Regions from separate parts of the Rattus norvegicus genome. Here region 2 is linked to region 1. A link is a contact called in public Hi-C data. All regions are on one chromosome and are shown on one strand. The core of a region is the stretch at or near the end of the contact, and the rest is flanking DNA. Distances in the headings are between cores, read along the strand shown. Region 1 holds the start of Dusp4 (dual specificity phosphatase 4). Region 2 has its middle 120 kb from the start of Dusp4.

Evidence for each region. Hi-C and Micro-C count contacts between places; a contact is called where the count stands out from the background.
Region 2: a Hi-C map of liver shows a contact between it and region 1, with 2.5 times the contacts expected there. The contact joins the enhancer-like site here to the promoter of Dusp4 in region 1. A contact is called at or near these places in 5 of 12 Hi-C or Micro-C datasets (kidney, liver, mammary epithelial cells and 1 more).

The regions. Positions count from the first base shown.
Region 1 is chr16:64,091,751-64,095,511 of GRCr8, forward strand. Dusp4 (dual specificity phosphatase 4) reads right to left here and starts at 1,950. Exons shown (of 4, transcript NM_022199.2): 1 at 1,091-1,950. The coding sequence starts at 1,526.
Region 2 is chr16:64,206,823-64,210,708 of GRCr8, forward strand. No RefSeq gene overlaps it. Among named protein-coding and RNA genes, the nearest start is that of Dusp4, 120 kb to the left of the region's middle. Within about 2 kb of position 2,414, at least 5 of the 93 cell types and tissues checked have an H3K27ac peak or open chromatin away from gene starts, as enhancers often do. A contact at or near this core is called in liver, where this site is marked.

The DNA of each region.
Region 1 (3,761 bases), core at 700-3,199:
TTCCTTAAGGTGGACAAGATACCAAAAGAAAAAGTATAGAAGGAGGAGGCGAAGAGCCTCTGCAGGGAAATGGGCGGCTCTTTGAAAGCGGAGGTCAAACAAATCTCCCGGCTTTGGAAGCGAAGACCCGACCCCCGCGAAAGAATGCGCGGAATGCGGTGGCCGGAGGTGGGGGGGCGCGGCGCAGCAGGGGGCGCGCGACCACCCTCCTCCCACCCCCCACCGCAGTGCTCCCCAGCCGGAGCCCGCACACGGACCTAGCAGGCAGGTGCGGAGAGCGGTCTGTCCCTTCCTCCCGCGTCTGGGATACTGCGCGATCCTTTCGGGGTGCCTGACTTCTAAATTTGACAAGCCACCCTCTCTCCGGCCACCTATTTCCCAGGCCAGGGTTCGCTTTAACCAGGCACGCGCCGCTAGCAGAGCCGAGAATGATGTGTGAACAAAAGGTGGTAAGGTAATTCTCTGCTCCCGGGATTAGCAGGAGCAGACGCGTCTGGTGTCCCCCCAGTACAGCACTCCAGCCTCCCTTAGACCCGGGCGGGGGGGGGGGGCGCCTTCCAAGAAGGCTCTGAGTTGAAGCAGCGGGAGAGGAAAAACAGTTCGCTCCCCAGATCTGCAACCCAATTCTCCTTCCCTCATTTGCCGGTTGTGTAGGAACTCCCGAGACAGATCTCACCTCAGCATTCACCTTCCTTAACCCCTCTCCAGTTCTCCGGGTTATACCGAAACAGGCCTCTCTGAACCCTGTGGGACTTAAGAGCGCGTGCGTGCTCAGTACTTGAGGCTGGGCTGCGCAGAGGAATAGCTGCCAGCATCCAGGCCAGAACCGCTCATGTCAATAAACACAGAAACTCTTCGGACGCGTGCGGACTGCAGGTGACTGGGGAAACGCGCCAGCACGGCCTCCCCAGGACTTAGTACTCAAAACCACAGCAAAACCGTGCACACAGACACGCACAAAGACACGCAAGGAAGGGGACTCCAGCAGCCCGAAATCATTCCGGTACTTTCCTCCCAATGCCCAGCAGGGCTCAGGTCACCAAGTCCCTTACACCTACCCTCCACCTCGCTCCCGGGCGCCCAGGTTTACCTTTAAGCAGGCAGATGTCTGTGCGCTCCGCGTTCCGGCGCAACGCCTGCACGACCAGCGACACTGTGCTGTCCTCCCGGAGACTCTCGGCGCGCGGGCTGCGCTCATCGTAGACGATGACAGCCGAGTAGAGGCCAGAGCGCAGGCGGGCGCGCACCTCTTCCTCGGCGGGCAGAATCTGCTCCAGGCTCACGGAGCCCTTGGCCCTCCGCCGCACGATGGTATTGCAGCGCACGTTCACCGAGCCTCGGATGTAGCCCGCGCTGTGAGCCAGAAACGGCCTGCAGTCCAGCAGCAAGCACTTGCCGCCGCTCAGCAGCCCCAGGGCGCCGTGGCTGCCGCCGCTGCTGCCCGCGCTGCCGCCGTTCTCATCTCGGTTCATCAGCCTTTTGAGCACGCTGCAGTCCATCTCCCGCAGTTCCTCCATCGTCACCATGTCGCCGGCAAAGCACAGCAGCTGGGGAGCCGGAGAAGACCAAGGGCACCCAAGCCAGCTAGGCTACAAGAAGGAACAGGCGAAGGCTAAGAAGGCGCCTGCCGAAGTGACCCGCAAACTTGGCCCCAAGGCTCTTCTCCCAACACCCCTTCCTCCTCCTCCCGCAGCCTCGACGTTACATAGCAGTCCGAGCCTTCTCTGGCGCCAAAGCAGGCGGGCGCACGGCACCCGGAGCAAGTGACCGAGGAGGGGAGTATGTTTACGAGAGAGAGGGCTCCTCTCGGTTTGTTGCCCCTGGTGTGTTTTGCTAGCTAGGCTGCTCCTGCCTTAGGCACCGCCGTTTTCCCCCAACGCTCCGCCGGAGCTGCACGCACTGCCCCAGCCAGAGTTTCCTCCTCTGCTTAGAGATTTATTAATGCTCGCCGGCTCTCCCGGGGGAGGGAAGAGTCATTACTACCTCTCCAGGCCCCGCCCCCCACGCAAGCTCCCCGCCCCGCCCCCACCCCGACTCTTGAATGGAGCGCCGGCCCCCTCGCACCCAGTCACGGGAACTCGACGTCACAAAGAGAGGAGTAAACAGGGCGCTCGGTGCTGTCTGCCAGGCCCATTCATAAAACCGAGACCTAGAGGAAAAAGGAGGCAGCCTCCGACCCGCCGGCAAGCCGGAAGCTCCCGGACTTTGTGAATGGAGCCGCCGTGCGGCTCCCTGTCCTTCCTCAGCCCCGGAGCGCGGCGTTCGGCGTTGTGTTAGTAGCGGGTGGCGACGCGGGCCTAACCGAGGCCTGGGCTCTCAGCGTGGAGGTCTTCACCCCTGCGCTCCCCCCCCGCCCCCCAAGTCTCCGAGGTCTCGCTGGGTGGAACCTGACACTGTATGGCTGCCACCCCGCAGGGCTTGGGACCTCTTCTCGCCGGACTAAAGCTTGCTCTTCGGGTCCGGCCGGTTGTGTCTTGTTTTGTTTTTAATGCGATTCCCCGGACTTAGTTTATACATTTGCGTGATCGATTTCCGTCCGGAGCTATTAGATCGGTTTTATAGCTTCCCGCGGAACCTGGGCAAACCCCGGACTTTGAAAGATGAAAGGGAAGTCCTCGCGCCAAAGCCCAATAACAAAAGAGAGGTGTAGGGGTTTGTTACTTTACAACCCAGAGGGGGGCGTTAATTGGCCGAATGGTGTGCCCGTGCAGGAGAATGGGAAGCACTCCGGCCCAAGCTTCCTAAAACCTGATTATTTAACCATGGGAAGGGGGGGAGGAGGGATATACCCGGAGGTTTTCCGCTTTGGTGGAAGTCCTCGCCTCCCTCTTGCTCACACGCAATGTCCTCTAAGGAAATAATTGTTAAGGTCTACATTTGGTGCGAAGGAAGATGTTGAAAAGTGTCCATGCGAAGAGTGACCTTTTAAAAGGCAAATTTAATAAGCTCAGAGACGATTCGAGTTTCTACATCCCTCTTTCCAGGTCACGTAGCATCTGCACCCCGCTTTTACCTTCCCGGGGACATTTAATTTCCCAAGGGCTTGATTTTGGCAAGAAAGGAGGTTATGCGCGCATGTGGTGGGGACCTTACAGAAGCCAAAAATTATTCGGCCGAGATCTTGCCAAGTCTTGTTAGCAAGAATTAATCACCGAACAAGGGAATTACGGGGTTTGGTAGCGGCCAGGTCGAATATTCCATTTCAGGTTGCGAGTAGAAGCCTGACTGAGGCAGCGAGGGCAGCCAAAGCCTCAGGGTCCTTTCCCCCGGTTAAACCCTCTCTCCACTCAGTTACCTTTGCTTTGTTTTCTGCAGAGCGGCTCTCCAGAGATCACCTCCAACTCCCATTTTCAAGGCTTCCTACAGACTCTCTGCACTCTGAAGTCCCCAACACCCTTTTCTGGGTCCAGTGGGCGTTGCAGGGGGCAATCATCTGTGGAGAATTTTCCTTGTTACCTTGGGTTCCAAAATGGCACTGCGTTTCTTATTTTGTTTATGGGTTTTTTCAGTTAAAGAATGAGCTATTACATGCGTATTAATTTGTTGCTGACATATTAGCGACCCCCTAATGCACCCTGTATTTTGGTGCCCGTGGTGCGGGATCACTCACATCCGGGTTCCGGAAGGAGCCACAACAACAGAGTGACATCGGCTGCCTGGGGCAAGGTCTCGAGCACTGGGCCTTCAGGCTAGGAGAGTGGCAAGGGCGTCCAGCACCAGTGAGGAGGGCAAAGTGGTTTCTCTTGCTTGGTTCGGAGCTT
Region 2 (3,886 bases), core at 1,164-3,663, 120 kb after region 1:
TGATGCGTGGGGAGAAAAGGAAAAGTTGGGGATGTTTTTGTCCCAGATGGCTTGCCGTCTGTGAAGAGTGGTCATGGAAGCATAGAAAGTCATCCTGGAATGACACTATAGGCCACAGCGTGGTGTTCTGTGGACAAAGCTATGGGATTCCCAAAGGGAAATGACAGTATATACAGGAGACACCAAGAGAGGAATTTCAGGGCGAGCAGGATTTAAGTAAGCATGGAGAGGTGGTGGCAGTTCTAGGAGAGAGAGTTTGGAGAAGACGTTGTTGATGCTAAAATTGCCAGATGGAGGGGGAAATACACACACACACACACACACACACACACACACACACACACACACACACACACGCAGTGTCCAGGTACATTTTCTCTCCCTCCTTTTCTCCCTCCCTCCCACCCTCCTTTCCTGCCCCCCCCTCTCCTCTTCCTCTCCCTGACCATTCTTCCCTGGATTCATATCCCTCACCCTCTGAGACAGGGTCTCACTACTTGCCCAGATAAATACTTTTAGGTGTGAGTAAATACTATGTAGTATTTGGCGAACATTTGTAGTGAAGTTTATCTGGAAAGCAGTGGACCTGAGGGTCCTGCATTTGCATCTGGCAGCCCTGTTTATAGTCTGTTCCCAGGAGTATGTTACCATCCAGGAAACCCATGTTTCCAAGGTAGACAACTTGTTACCTCACTGGCTGAAGGGATGCCTCGGCCGTGAAGATGAGGTCTTGTGGGCTCATAACTGCCTGTGACTCCAGGTTCAGCAAATCTAATGCCTTTGGCCTCCAAGGCCATTTGCTCTCAAGTATGAATATGCAGACATCCACAAATAATTATGAAATAAAAATAATTTCTCCTTTAAAAGATTATTGTTTCTTCACTTCTTAGATATTTAGAAGCTGGGACGGACCCTGTCATTTTTGTCTTTCCTGGGTTACCTTGTGCTAATCATTACCGCTTACACAAGGAAGGAAGAAGCTCCTTTTGTTGACACATTTGTGTTTTGAGGTATCAGGATGAGAAATGCAGTATTGCCAAAGCAAGTCGGCCAAGACCACACCTGCCATTCTTCATCCAAAACTCACAGCTCAGAGGATTCACAATTGCCAATTGCAAGGGTTCGGTCTCCACTCTGCAGCAGACAAAGCTTTCACTCCTGTTATCTTTTTGCATTTAGTGACATTAGTTTTCTTTCGTATGAATATTTCATCCATCTCAACTCCTTTGCAAATGATACTGACCCGTAACTCCTGAATGGTTGCAGGGAAGCAGAACTGACCAAATCCTTTCTTCTGTTTTCCCCAGCACCCAACAACCACCACCACCACCCCCTGCCCCCAACAACAACAAAACGAGCGCAGGCGTAGAAAAGGTGGTATGCTTGCGTTTGCTAGCTAGCTAGCAGGTTGGAAACAGCCCAGTGTCCTTTTGTGAGTCCATCCATCTTCCAGAGGTGAGGGCCGTTTTCTCTCTGCAGCAACACACTGTAGGGGAGGGATCACGCCTGCCCCATGCAGCATGGGAGCACACTGGCCCAACATCAGTTTTATGCAACAAACGGGAAGGATTTAGAAATGCGTTCCCTTGGGGTTGGGGATTTAGCTCAGTGGTACAGCACTTGCCTAGCAAGCGCAAGGCCCTGGGTTCGGTCCCCAGCTCCGAAAAAAAAGAATAAAAAAAGAAAAAAAAGAAATGCGTTCCTTGCCATCCATGCTCGCTTATACCAAATAAACCCCCTTTGTTCAAGGGTGTTGAGAAGAGGTAATTAATTTGCTTCCATTTCGTTTTTGTTTGAACTCTTGACTTTTATGACAATCGTTCCTGGTCCCTGAGTGACCAGAGGGGTTGAGCGGGACCACTAATACCACTGAAGGCAGATGACATGGACCAGGACACTCAGCACAACACCCACTCTCGGCTATGAGTCTGTCCCAAACGGACTCTGGAACTAAGTACAGAGTCTGATATTACCTGATCTGGGTCAAAGTTGCTTAAAATAGACCCACAGGCCTGCCCCCACGGCAGCCTGCAGCCCTTTCTGGATCACAGATTTTTAAATGCTCGTGGGACTCTAACCTGTTTCATTGTGCATCTGTGTTTGGATGTGTAAGGACTGGTGTGGGCTTCAGTTTCTCTCCTCAGGAGTAAGTTTATTTTCCCTACTTTGCTCTGATGCAAGTATTTTTAAAAAGCAGCTTCATCAGACGTGAGCCAGCCTGTGTGTTTAATTCTGGGGAAGAACATGAGTGACTAAGCAGAGGCTTGAGCGACTCCTAAGAAGATAAAGCCACCATCTCTTTAGATCCTTTGAAAGTCCCACCTTCCCACTGAAGACTGAACCTTTAACCTACCCGATGCCTGGGACCAGCACACCCAAGTAGGTGACAGGGCAGCTGCCTGAGGGAACCCAGGCTCTGGCACTTGGGTCAGACCTGAGATTTGGCAGGGTAGAACCTGGTTCAGCCAAGGCCATGTGTTTCTTTAGTCTGAATGGAAGCCAAGGAGAAGAATTAAGGAACATAAATTCTGAAAGATTAGACTGGATTAGCACAAGGCCGCTGTTGTTTTTGCCAGAGTTTAAAGGGCACTGCAAAGGCCACTGGGCCTATTTCTCCCTTTCTCTCTGAACACTGTTGCTCTTGTCTTTTCTCTGCTGCCTCGTACACGTGTGTCCCAAGATAGGGAAAGGGAGTGTCTGGGCTTGGAAAAGGATGGACAGCCATTGTGTGCTGGAGAGACGGTCCCCAGAGCTCAGCAAACTCCTTAGCCTGAGAGCCTGTTGTCAAACAACTCCTCTTCCCTAAGTGCTCCCCAGTCTCAAGTGGACAGGCAGTCAGGACATTTCTAGAAAACAGTGAGTGGATTTTTTTTTTTTAGCATCTCTGTTTCCTTTCCTTTCCAGATGCTCACAGACTTAAATGTAGGCTGACTAAATGGACACACACACATCGAGATTCCCAAGCCTGAATGGCCGAAACCTGAAGTTCTCCTGAGTTTCAAACCCTTTGAGTGCCAATATCCTGCCATGGTAGAAATTTCTAGATTTCAACTCATGTCATGGAGATTCGCTGTTGAAACAAAGAGACACTGCAAATGCCATATATAACTACCACCAGGGCCTCTGTGTGTACAGTGCATATAAAGTTTGTGTAAGTTTCCTGACAGAACGCAGGTCCAGGTCCCACTAGAGCTCCTTTTGAATATGCAAGTATTCCCAAATTTGGGAAAACCTGAAATCTAAAACACTTAGAATTCTGGGTAAGTGACGTTTCACCTGTACTGACTTTTCCGATGTTGACCCCTGAATATTACTGAAATGTCTTGCCTTTCTTCTGTGGCTGTCTTCATTTGGTTTCCAGAATCCTGGCTCCCCAGAGCTCTTTCTGCAGGATGGTAAGTCTCTGAGGATGTCCAGTTTGGAAGAGGGGCAGGGAAGTCATAGCTTCCAGAAGAAACTGGAATGGAGCTCCTGTTTCTTTTCTTTCTTTTTTTTAAAAAAAGACATATATTTTAAGTATGTGAGTACACTGTTCAGACACACCAGAAGAGGGCATTGGATCCCATTACAGATGGTTGTGAGCCACCATGTGGTTGCTGGGAATTGAACTCAGGACCTCTGGAAGAGCAGTCAGAGACAACTCTCCTCTAGCCCAGAGCCGGTGTTTCTTAACAACTGCATAAAGACCGTGTTTTAGGATTTACCTTCATAAACAGGAAGTCCGTATAAGGATGGTGAGCGACTTCCCTTCATCCAGAGAATATTCCCCTGACACGTGACACGTGTACAATGCTACTTTTCCCACGGTCTCTCCTCCACTGCCGCCAGCCATCTTTCCCATTGATTGACATCTGTGGAAGTTGCCAGTGCCCCTAAGCAGGTGGAT